Linked DNA regions of Mus musculus: all the other regions are linked to region 4. A link is a contact called in public HiChIP or PLAC-seq and promoter capture Hi-C data. All regions are on one chromosome and are shown on one strand. The core of a region is the stretch at or near the end of the contact, and the rest is flanking DNA. Distances in the headings are between cores, read along the strand shown.

Evidence for each region. HiChIP or PLAC-seq counts read pairs in DNA pulled down with a chosen protein or histone mark. Capture Hi-C pulls out chosen DNA fragments and counts their contacts.
Region 1: a contact with region 4 is called in a promoter capture Hi-C map of adipose tissue. The contact joins two enhancer-like sites. A contact is called at or near these places in 1 of 15 datasets of contacts at CTCF or cohesin (the NIH/3T3 cell line), 10 of 484 Hi-C or Micro-C datasets (bone marrow-derived macrophages, cerebellar granule neurons, cerebellum and 7 more), 13 of 115 datasets of contacts at active chromatin or transcription factors (double positive thymocytes, embryonic basal ganglia, embryonic fibroblasts and 9 more) and 3 of 9 other capture datasets (adipose tissue, liver and pancreatic islet).
Region 2: a promoter capture Hi-C map of adipose tissue shows a contact between it and region 4. The contact joins two enhancer-like sites. A contact is called at or near these places in 4 of 39 promoter capture datasets (maxillary cranial neural crest, neural stem cells, pre-B cells and 1 more), 2 of 484 Hi-C or Micro-C datasets (bone marrow-derived macrophages and embryonic fibroblasts), 5 of 115 datasets of contacts at active chromatin or transcription factors (embryonic basal ganglia, embryonic forebrain, embryonic midbrain and 1 more) and 3 of 9 other capture datasets (adipose tissue, liver and pancreatic islet).
Region 3: a contact with region 4 is called in an H3K4me3 HiChIP or PLAC-seq map of stem cell-derived neural progenitor cells, with 34 read pairs. The contact joins the promoter of Vps35l here to the enhancer-like site in region 4. A contact is called at or near these places in 5 of 39 promoter capture datasets (the C10 cell line, embryonic stem cells, neural stem cells and 2 more), 4 of 484 Hi-C or Micro-C datasets (bone marrow-derived macrophages, cortical glia, cranial neural crest and 1 more), 21 of 115 datasets of contacts at active chromatin or transcription factors (T-cell acute lymphoblastic leukemia, bone marrow-derived macrophages, craniofacial prominence and 14 more) and 3 of 9 other capture datasets (adipose tissue, liver and pancreatic islet).

The regions. Positions count from the first base shown.
Region 1 is chr7:118,765,066-118,767,889 of GRCm38.p6, forward strand. It overlaps Vps35l (VPS35 endosomal protein sorting factor like), which reads left to right. Exons shown (of 31, transcript NM_027815.4): 9 at 1,300-1,359. Among named protein-coding and RNA genes, the nearest start is that of Vps35l, 26 kb to the left of the region's middle. Within about 2 kb of position 1,261, at least 54 of the 459 cell types and tissues checked have an H3K27ac peak or open chromatin away from gene starts, as enhancers often do. A contact at or near this core is called in adipose tissue, cerebellar granule neurons, cerebellum and 2 more, where this site is marked.
Region 2 is chr7:118,819,939-118,822,638 of GRCm38.p6, forward strand. All of the region lies in intron 26 of Vps35l (VPS35 endosomal protein sorting factor like), which reads left to right. Among named protein-coding and RNA genes, the nearest start is that of Gm26147, 11 kb to the right of the region's middle. Within about 2 kb of position 1,298, at least 29 of the 459 cell types and tissues checked have an H3K27ac peak or open chromatin away from gene starts, as enhancers often do. A contact at or near this core is called in adipose tissue, where this site is marked.
Region 3 is chr7:118,738,728-118,741,524 of GRCm38.p6, forward strand. It overlaps Vps35l (VPS35 endosomal protein sorting factor like), which reads left to right and starts at 1,544. Exons shown (of 31, transcript NM_027815.4): 1 at 1,544-2,048. The coding sequence starts at 1,948.
Region 4 is chr7:118,975,488-118,978,187 of GRCm38.p6, forward strand. Gprc5b (G protein-coupled receptor, family C, group 5, member B) reads right to left here. Exons shown (of 4, transcript NM_022420.2): 3 at 1,026-1,183. Among named protein-coding and RNA genes, the nearest start is that of Gm39076, 8.2 kb to the right of the region's middle. Within about 2 kb of position 1,299, at least 121 of the 459 cell types and tissues checked have an H3K27ac peak or open chromatin away from gene starts, as enhancers often do. A contact at or near this core is called in adipose tissue, cerebellar granule neurons, cerebellum and 8 more, where this site is marked.

The DNA.
Region 1 (2,824 bases), core at 11-2,510, 210 kb before region 4:
CATGCGCAATGCAGGCATCCGTCCCTCCACACGCACACGCATGCAGAATGAACTCTAGCCAAGATGGTTATTTCCCCAGACAGTGTCTACCACCCGAACAAAAGAAAAACAAGTTATTTGGCCAGAAATGACATAGTTAGCAGCTGCTTACAGTGCGAGGTGTATTTCCTGAAGACTGTTTCTAGAGAGGTGGCAGGCTTTTGTATAGGAAGTAAAGGAGTTTGTAAGAGTCCCTCCCTCGGTGTGCTGTTCCTCAGCGTGCTCAGGGACAAGCAGTGCCTCTGTCCATTGTGTCCCTGTGGCAGAGAGGAAATGTCTCCCTCTCTCTCTTCACCCTTGTGATCCTGGGTTAGAAAAACATAGGAAGGAAAAGAGGCAGTGGGCCTGGGCACTGGCATTGGAGCACATTCCGTGAGGCTTCCAGAGTCTGCAGGGTGTGTGTGTGTGTGTGTGTGTGTGTGTATAGGGTGAGGTTCTAAGCTGGGCTTCTCAGTTTGGCTGTACACTGACATCTCTGACATATCTTGGCTGCACCCAGACCACTTCTGCGGGAGCCCCTGGGATAGACAGAGACATCACACTAGATGGTGATCTTTGGGGCTCCAGGGGCTCCAGGGCTCTGCCGCATGCTGGCCTGAGAAGTATTGGTCTAGCAGACACTGGCCACCATTTCTAGATACTCGGATAATTAGTGTCTTCCACACCTGAGCACGCACAAGGATTTGCAGCAATGTGGTCCAAAGTTCACATTCTAGTCACATTCCCCAAATCTTTGACTTTCAAAGCTCCAAGACGGGCCCAGGCCTGTGCGTTCCCAGCTACCACCCTGCCAGAGGCGATCAGCACCTGAGTGAGAAGAGAAAAAGAACCTGGAACTCAGGCCAGAGCAGCGAGGTGTCCCCACACTTCACAGAAAGTGCCCTACACTGGATTCAGCTCCAGCCATGCCCAGCTTAGGCCAGCAGATGTAAATAAGTGGCCGGTGGTCAGAAGTCAAGTCAGTGAGATCAGAGAATGAATATCTGACCCGAATCTTGAGGGCTACAACATTCTGTAATTATTTTTAACCTAACTACCTAGGTAAACCCCGTGAATTCGTGTGAAAATCAGCTTCCTCTTTGCAGGAAAAAAAAAAAACAAACAAACCAAGGCTAAAAGTGTGTGCCACTAGGTGGCAGCATACACTCACGAGTGAATGCCTGCTGCCAGGTGCCATTTTCCTGCTTCTAATTAGTAACATTTATTTAGTGTTTGCTCCTGTGGTGTGTGACGTCAACACCATATGTCTTCTTGTCCTAGGAAAGCTGGTCTATGAGCGCATCTCCTCGATGTGTGTGGACAGCCGCAGTGCCTTGCCAGGTAATGTCATGCTTCCTGGGCTTGCTGGCACCAGCCTGCTCAGAACCGCCGTTAGACGGTTTTAATCAAGTCGGGATTTATTGAAAATGGATAAGGTTTTTAATTCAATGTGTTGAAAGAAACGTGTTTGAAGTCTGGTTGTCTCTGTCGTCCGGAGCCATCAGAAGGTTTGCAAGCAGGCAAGTCATTAGAATGCAGGAAAAGGGGAGAGGGTGGAGTGAGACCTGGCTACAGGTCAACTTCTCTGCTGCTGCTCAGAGCCACGCTCCTGTTTCATATGGGCCTTTCTCTCCAAGAAGCAAATTGCTTAAGTAAAAACTGCGTATGTATGAAGGGATGTCCGATAAATCAATAGTAGCAGATGCCCCAGCTCCTCAGCCTATACATAAATGATGTTGGCGTTAAATTCATTGCCAATCAATTTTAAATTCCCAGGAGGTTCTAATGGGACAGGTGGATGATGGACTTGTGTTGTCACAGGAGCAATTGTGACGATGTGTTCAGATGCAGCATCTTCAGCTACGGCTTCCTTTCCTTTGCCCTGTTCAGCTCACACAAGCTGCAGCGGCTGCCTGGGCTGTCATTTCGTCCCTCATCCTGGTCCTGGCAGCGGTTCTTGCCCAGGGACAAGGAGACAGTGATAGTGGCAGTGACCCATAGTTTAACCTTTTCCCTTCCTTCTTCCCTGCCCCACTCCCTTCTCTCTCCCCCCTCCTCCTCTTTCCCTTCCCTGGCCCTCCTTGTCCATCCACCCAGATATCATCCATCTACCCTCTCAGCCATCCTCTATCTATCTCTCCCCCACATCTGTTTACCTGCCCTCCTGACCCCCCTGCTCCACCCCCATCTGTCTTCGCACTGACCATCCATCTACTCACCTGCCCATTTATCCACCCATCTCCTTAAAACTTTGATACAAACATCTCTCAGAAGGAAACAGCTGTACACAGCTTTAGGTCTATATGAGCCCTTTAGCCCTTGGAGCTACCTGGTCTCGCCATAGAAGGGTAGGCCCAGTGCAGAAGGGTCACAGCTGTGCCTGCACTGTCTGGTCCAGTGGCCACCAGCCCCGTGTTGCTCTTGAGTACTTGAGATGTGGCTGGCAAACTGAAATGAGTTCGGAGTATAAAAAGAAAAGACACTAGGTAGCTCGGTGTGGAGGAACATGCCTGGAATTCAGCCTATACCAGCACCCAGGAGACGGAGACAGAAGGATTGTGAGTGCAAAGTTAGTTTGGGCTCCGTCGTGAAATCCTGTCTGTAAACCCCCAAGGGCTGAGGGTCCAGCTCAGTGGTAGAGTGCTTATAGAACATCTCCAACACTGCAGAAAGGGGAAAGAAAGCAAAAAAGAAATGAGAAATGACAAAAGACACGGGATTATAAGACTTACTGCACATCCAAAGCCATATAAGCCACTAATAACTTTTCAGACTGGTCCCAGGTTAAGCTGGTGCTCCAGATGGA
Region 2 (2,700 bases), core at 48-2,547, 160 kb before region 4:
TGTCTCCCAAGTGCTGAGGTTGAATATATGAGCTGCCATGCTTAATCCATAGTGCTTAGGGAAAGCTAGGCTTGCTACTCACAGACACAATGCACAGCCCTCTGGGTGCTTTGCAGGGAGGACACACAGTCCCTACACCTGCCCTGTCCCGCACGTAGGAGGTAACTTGGGAGCCAAGCAAGCTGGGCTCAGTGTAGAGCTCTGGACACTCTTGGGATGAGAGAGAGAGAGTGTAGATTGACACCCTTTGGAACGTTGGTTCGGTGATGATGAAAATTGGAAATAATTTGTATGTCTCCAGCGGACCTCCACATTAAATATTGATGTCCAACTCGAACGGAAAGGGCATGTAGCCGAATCCGTGTGGCGAAGACAAGGTTGTATTAAGCTGTCAGTGGTAACAATTAAGCCATAATGAATATGCCACTTAAATGTCTCTAGGCATCTGTACTTGTGTAAAGCTTGCTCCGTTTTGGCATCATTGAAACAGTGGCCCTCGTGTCGCTTTAAGAGCAGAGTCTGTTGCAGACGCGCAGGTGGCCAGTAACAGGATTAAACCTCAGTGGCCGGCTGGCCCCTGGACCCTGTGGCCTTGCCAAAGGCATCTTCATGTTGTGGTTGCAACACATCTAGTTTTCAGGACCTGGTGTGTGCTCCTGTGAGTGTGAGTGTGTGTGTGTGTACATGCTTGTGTCTGTGAGTGTGTAAATGCACCTATGTGTACTCTTGCATGTACAATCCTAGGTCAGTAACAGGTTTTGTTCCTCCAGAGCCATTTACCTTACTTTTTGAGGCCTGGAATTCATTGATTCTGCTACAGTGGCTGCAGTGAGCCCTTTAAGGGTGGGGGACCTGTGTCCTATATCAGATATCCTGCATATCAGATATTTACATTACAATAAATAACAGTAGCAAAATTACACTTATGAAGTAGCAATACACTTTTTTTTTCCAAGACATGGTTTCTCTGTATAGGTAGCCTTGGCTGTGCTAAAACTTGCATCCCCAGCAGGTGGAGGCTGAGACAGGAGGATGGCTTTTTTTTTTTTTTTTTTTTTGGTTTTTCGAGACAGGGTTTCTCTGTGTAGTCCTGGCTGTCCTGGAACTCACTCTGTAGACCAGGCTGGCTTCAAACTCAGAAATCTGCCTGCCTCTGCCTTCCAAGTGCTGGGATTAAAGACATGTGCCACCACTGCCCGGCTGGATGGTTTTATTTTAACCTAGGAGTTTCGATCCAGTTCAATCTGGTCAACATAGTGAAGACTCCCATCTGTTAAACATTTTAAAAGTTACAGTTTTGTGTTTTGTTGTTGCTGCTGTTGTTTTGTTGTTTAAACAGGAAATTGGATGTTGACAGGGTCATTTCAGCTCTAGACTGAAGAAAACCTGTTTTCACTTGCAGACATTTTTTTTTTAACTGAGTTTTGTTTGGGGAAGTCTCCAGACATTTTCTGTATGGGGTGCGGTGCGCCTTCTGGGAATGGAATAAGAATTTGCCTTGGAACTTTTGTGCCTAGCCCTTAAATAACCGAGTTCCTCCTTTAGATAGGAACTGGGTGTGGTGAGTGAGAGGAGCCAAGGACAAAGCTGCTGCCACTTTAATGGGTAATAATAGACATTGTGTGGGCCACTCAGCAGCACACACATACACAGGAAGATAGTAACGACCATGTGGGGCAGTTTCAGGTCCCCCTGCGGAGTGCTCTGCTCTGGAGCTTCAGAAAGTTTTCCAGGGCAGCAGAGTCACCGGGCGTGAACTTCTCTGCAGGAGACAGACAGACATGGTAGAGTCCTGGCACCTGCCTCTGCTGGGAGGTCTGGGAAGCCCGGGAATGTCAGGTGTAGTTTTGGTTCTTTTGTCTTTTTTATTGTAGTCAAGTATACATAACATACAACATAATTGAAACTAATTGGGCTAGATTTCTTATATATTTAGATTTTTCTTTATTTTTGATAATTCCGTGCCCCTATTTTCCCCTCTGACCCGATCCTCCTTCCAAGTTTTAAGTCTGTTTGATTTGTGTTTTGGTGACCACTGAGTTGAGGTAGAATTACCCATATGTACATGGACGTGGACGCTCACTGGAGCATGGGGAAGCTCTCCTCGCAGCTATCAGATGCCAGTAGCGTCTCAGTGAGGCTCAGGGCATGGAGGTTCTATGCTGGGCTCTTGGCTCCCTGTCTTATGAAGGTCTCAGGCAGATAGCACAGCTGCTGTGAGTTTCAGTGTGACGGACGGCCACATCTTGTCCAGAAAACAGCATCTCCCAGTGCCTTTCCCCATCTTCTGGCTCTTGTATTCTTCCTCTGGGCCTCGGTGGTGGTGGTGGTGGGGGTTCAGTATAGATGTTTTCTTTAGGCCGCGTGCTTGGCCCCTTTTAGCACTAACCAGCTATGCATCTCTCCACTGACTGTTGCCCACTGCCACACAGAAGCTTCTCTGACCCGATAAGCAGGTCTTTTGGCAGAAAGACAAATGATTAGAAGGCATTCTGACAGAAGAATCATTTAAGAAAGTAAGAATAGCAGATTCTACTGTAGGGTCTGTGTCCAGGATTGTAAGAGACATGGAATTCTTTCCTGTGCAACAGTCTTCAATTTTTTTTTTTTTTTTTTTTTCCGAGACAGGGTTTCTCTGTATAGCCCTGGCTGTCCTGGAACTCACTTTGTAGACCAGGCTGGCCTCGAACTCAGAAATCC
Region 3 (2,797 bases), core at 294-2,793, 240 kb before region 4:
GAGGACCAATACCTCCAGGCCAGCCAGGACTACAAAGTAAAACCATTTTCAACAACAATGTAAGCAAAGGAACAAAATGTTTCCATTTAAAACTGCTCTCTATATTCAGTGTTTTTCCATGGCCCTTCTCCAGTTTCTTTAAAAGATTCTTTTTTTTAGACTTAGTTATTTGATGTATATAAATATTTTGCCTGTATGTGTGTCTCTATACCACATGTACCTCTGTAGGCCAGAAGAGGGCATCAGATCCCCTGGGACTGGAGATACAGATGGTTGTGAGTTTGGGTTCTAGAAATCAAATCTGGGTTTTCTGGAAGAACAGCAAGTGCTTACCAGATAACGCATTTCTCCAGCCCAGATTTTACAGTTCTTTAGGGACACTGACAGAGATGCCACAAAACCATGGTCTTAGCATGTGGTAAGAAGAACCCTTTAGTTATCTATCCTTTCCAGAAATGTAGCCTGTTTTATGATAGTTCCCCATCATCTATTTTATACATAAGATGGGATGGGTTTGACGAATGTACGAAGGACAATTGGTCCCCTGCCTTTAGTGCCTCATAGTTGCTTCTTACCACCCAAACTGCTACCATTCTTTCAAAGGAACCACCAACAGCAGTGTCCCCTAGAATTGTACACACAACTATCCCAGAGCCACTGTTTTACAGTCCCCAGGCAAGTGGCATGCCCATTTACAGTAGATGCCCTGCTCTGTTATAGACCAGGGTCAGCGCTACAGAGAGAAAGGCTCTGAGAGCAAAGGCCAACCAAGAGCAGCCTGTCTTGCCTGCCTCACTAACTACAGCATCTGAGGTTTGCCCCGGAGACAGGGATTTTATAACCTCCTGTCACCTTAGCAGTTAGCTCAGTTTCACAGAGGAAGAAACTGGGACTCTGAAAATGTCAGTCCTAGTTAAAGTATATTCCGTTGCCTTTTCCAGAACGCATAAGAGGATGCTGCTCTTTCCATAAGGAAATGCACTTGGGAGTAGAACCAGGATGGTATGAATAGACAGTCTGCTAATTTCCCAGTCTTAATCCATTCTTATTTGAGTTAGAGTTTGACACTCACCAGCTTTGAGCATCAGTTTTCCAAAAACAAGTGATTAATGATAGATACTCCAGAAGTTTCTATTGAGAAGGGAGTGGGCAAAGTGCATTGAGTGCAGTCACCCTATCATAATTTATCCATGGGGGTGGGGTGGGGTGGGGCTTAAAACAGGAGCGCCAAAGTTCTGTGGTCAAGAACAGAACTTGCTTGCCCGTATTCGGACGTAGATTGTCAGTAGTGGGGGGAAAATGCCCAAAGTGTTCATCCTTACGAAGCATGAAGAGAACCCACACCAAACAGAATTCACTTCATAATCACTTGTGTCTGGCCCTCAGCAGGGATGGGTGTGTGCACTCCTTTTTGTCACTAGAGGGCGCAGGCGGGCCAAGCAGCCAGTGGCGTCTTACCCCTTACAAGACTGGGGGGCGGTGTGTGTGTGTGTGTGTGTGTGTGTGTGTGTGTGTGTGTGTGTGTGTGTGTGTGTGAATGGGATGGCTCAGAAGGTAATGGCATCGTGTGTGTGTGTGTGTGTGTGTGTGTGTGTGTGAATGGGATGGCTCAGAAGGTAATGGCATCTAGTGCCAAGCGAAGAAAGGACCAACACCTGTCCGTTATCCACTGACCTCCGTGCACATATTTACATAATACGAATGGGATTTAAGCAAGGCGTGGTGATGCAGGCCTTTAATCCCATCATTCGGAGGCAGACGTAAATGGATTTCTATTAACAAAATAAAAAGAAAAAATAAAATCAAGGCCGATGACGGAGCTTGGGTTTTGCCGGGCCATTGCCCGATACAACTGCGGAGGATCGGAATCCGGAGGAAGTTGCCCCTCACAATCATGGCGGATGACGGAGCCCGGGATCTTCAGAGCGGAAGCTGCCCTTCACAATCATGGCGTCTGGGGCGGGGCCGAGCTTCCCTGGATGTGAGAAAAGGGGCTGGACGCGGAAAACAGGCGATCATGTGACTGGGAAGATGGCTGTCTTTCCCTGGTAAGGAAAAACCCGCTAGTAGGCTTCGGGGAGGGCTCCTCTCAGTGGGGGTGGGCAGTCCTCCTTGTTGGGATCGGTGGCCTCCGTCCCCGCCCGGGCTGTCAGGACTACGGAAGAGCAGAACCGCTGTCAGTACTCTGCTCCTCTCCTCTGTTCCGCAGCTCCTTCACTCAGACGGACTCCATCCAAGGCTTCCGCCTCCTTGGGAGACGTTGGCACGCCTGGGAGTTCTGGGGAAGGGGATGAATTCGCCCGGAGTCTGCACCTGGGAGACCTGGTCGCTTGTTCCTTGAGCTCCTTAGACTTTCTCATCTGTAAAGTGGGACCATTCACCCTACTCTATGTAGGGTCCCCAGACACGCTTCTTTACCTCGTTGTTCAACGTAGTAGAACGTATTAGAGAGAGGACACGCCCAAAGGAGAGAGGGGGCAGTCAGTCAACTCCCCTGGCGGCTTGGGTAGACTGCAGAGAAGAGCCTTCAACTGGGTCTTGCAGGATGCATACGAGCTCACCAAGCAGGAAGGAATAGTGTGTACCCAAGTGACTGGCATACGGGCCTTTTTGTGCTTAGAAGTGAGGTGACCTTTAGGTTGTCACAGGTGATTTGTGTCGATAAAGAACCCACATAGGATAAGCGGATGATAATGTGGTTGGACGTTGGAGACCTTGCATCTCAGGGGCAAAATTTCTGCGTTTGAGCATGAAAGAAATTTGTAGCGCTAGGCCTTGAACATAACCAACATCAACC
Region 4 (2,700 bases), core at 49-2,548:
GAAGGAACCAGGAGGACTTAGGAATGACGGACAGGCTGTGTTGATTACGGCACATGGGCTGACCCCTCTGGAGATCAGTGGTCACAAGTCAAGTCAGGCTTTTCTTGGCCCCAGGACAAAGAAACAGCCCAGGAGGTGATAGGAAGATTTAAGAACACAAATCTGTGTTTCTATTTGTCTTATAGCTTGTTTGTTTCTATTTGTCTTATAGCTTGATCAAAGCAAAGTGAATCAGAGCCTAGCAGGGCCTTCCTTCACAGGGCAGAAAAACCAAAATTCCCTTCCTTTCCTCCAGGGATCAAAGACCATCCCTGATGGTCTATTAAAAAAAAAAAAAAAGCCAGATTGATTTATGGAATTGGCACAAAATAAAGAATGAAAATCAAATGTGTACATGTGAACCGGCTCATGCATTGTTTCTGAGAAGCACAGAGCTATGTCTGGAAGGTGGATGTAGGAATGAGAGCCTCTTTGGATTTTGCTGGAATGAAGCAAAGTCATTCCAACGGAGGCAAAAAGCCAAAGGTAACACTTTCTGCTGCAGGCCTGTTTGGCGACAGATAAGTACAGCTGCTTTGGTGTGTGAGGGACTCAACTTCAACTTCCCTTAGGGAAGGGGGACCTGGTACCCAGCTTGGTGGTGGTGGTGGGGGTAGGTTCTGGATGGAGTAGGGACCAGGGGGCTTGAGCCTCCTGATGGATGTTAGCAAGGCTGAGAGCACCCTCACAGAAATCTTTTCCTTAGAGTCACCTTTCTGGGACAGGGTTGGGGGAGCTGTGCTTATGGAGGAAAATTCATCAGGTGAAGAGCCTCGAGCAGTAGGTAGGCATCTATAGATGGCTTTCTGAGTATGGGTGAGTTTTCCTTATGACAAGGGGGACAGACAAAAAATGGAAGGCGTGCATGCATGGAGCTGCAGTGAGCAGCCCAGAGAAGCAGCCTCCAGGTGTACCCAGCTGAAGCTGCCCCACACGGGACGGACGCGCTCAGGCCTCCTGCCCAGACATCAGATTTTGATACTTACAGTCCCTCCATTGAGCACGACGGCCATCTCGGTCGGCTGATACACATTGCTTCTGAACGGTGCACTGGGCCGGTTTCCCAAGCTGCTGGGCTTCTTTCCCAGGCTGCTAGATCTTTGCTCCAAGCTTCCATTGGAAAAGCCCACTGCTGATCGGAGAGCTGAGGACGGAGTTCCCGGGATGACAACACCAGTGAGAGTGTGGGGGAGAGGATGGGGGAGGGGAACAGAGGGATAAGGGGGAGGGAGAGAGGAAGGAAGAGAATTTTGTTTTTCTGAAGCAACCAGCTCCTCCCCTCTGGGTACCTCTATCCACCCACCACAGTGGCTCCTCCCCTTTGTCACAAGCCTGATTCAAAACAAAAGTCACAAAGGGGCTTTGTTCTCAGTTCTCTAGGAGACTGATCCAGCTTCAGAAGGGTTGGGAACTTTCTGAAGTCCTGCTCTCCCCAAACAGCTACAGCCAGGCTGGGTGACAGTCACCTCTGGGCTGTCAGGACTCTTTGGATAAGAGTCTTTACCTCACTGTAGAACAGTACAGGTCTGTATTTACCATATCAGTCAAAAGCCACCACTATTTCTGGATGCTGCAGAGCTGGCGACTGCATGTACAGGACAGTGACTGTCAACACTGGAAAATTACTCTCTTGTTTGGGTTATTCCCAAAAGAGTAATAGAAGGTCCGAAGCAATGATGGCCAAATGGGTGAACACTCTACCTCTGAACGTAGGCACAGGTGTTCTGAGTTACTGTCCTTTTAAAGACACCATCTAAGGTCGGCCACACTGGCCCTAGTTAGATTCCTGGTCCTCCTGTTGCTGCATGCCAAATGTTGGGGTCCACATGGAGCTATTTAGTGTACTCTGTGTCATGGTGTGTGTGTGTGCACACCTATCCGCCCGCATGTCTGTCTGTGTGTGTCTATTGTCTCTGTCTCTCTGAGAGTGTGTGTGCGCACGCGCAGATGCAGAAGCCAAAAAAGGGTGTTGGAGCTGCCAAGCTGCCCGATGTGGATACTGGGAACGAACTCAGATCCTCAGAAGAACATCAATCCTCTTAACAGCTCTGCAGCCCCTCCCTTGGTTCTAGACGGTGCCTCACTGCCTAGGCTGGCTGGACAGGGAATCTCAGGGACCCACCAGTCTCTGCCTCCCAGCTCCAGACTCACAAGTGAGCATCACACTGGTTCTGGGGATAAAACGCCGGTCCTCATGCTTGAACAACAAGCACTTTACCAACTGAGCTGTCTCCCCAGGCCTCGGTTTCTGTACTTTTAAGAGATTAAGTTTCTTTTTAAATAAAGAAAAACCAACTTGAAACAACGTAGAAAATTCAAGTACGTGTTTCTGAGTGACAGGAGCCAGCCTATGAGGGCTTCTCGCATCACGCCAAACTAGAATCCAGAAGGTGAAGGCTGTTAGTGGTGGTTGGGTGCTGCCTGGGGCAAGGGGAGCATTTCAGGATGATGAAACTGTTCTGTGTGATACTTCAAGGTGGATACAGGTCACACTGCTTTTGTCAAAACCCACCAAAATGATGCAGTCAAATTAAAATCTGGTCTTTGGCTCCCTGGCAGAGCTTTAGCCTAGCATCCCTGAGGCTTTAGGCTCCACCCTCAGCATCTCATCAGGCGAATGGCGATCTTCACTGTCAGATGACAGTTAACCTGCAGTTTCAC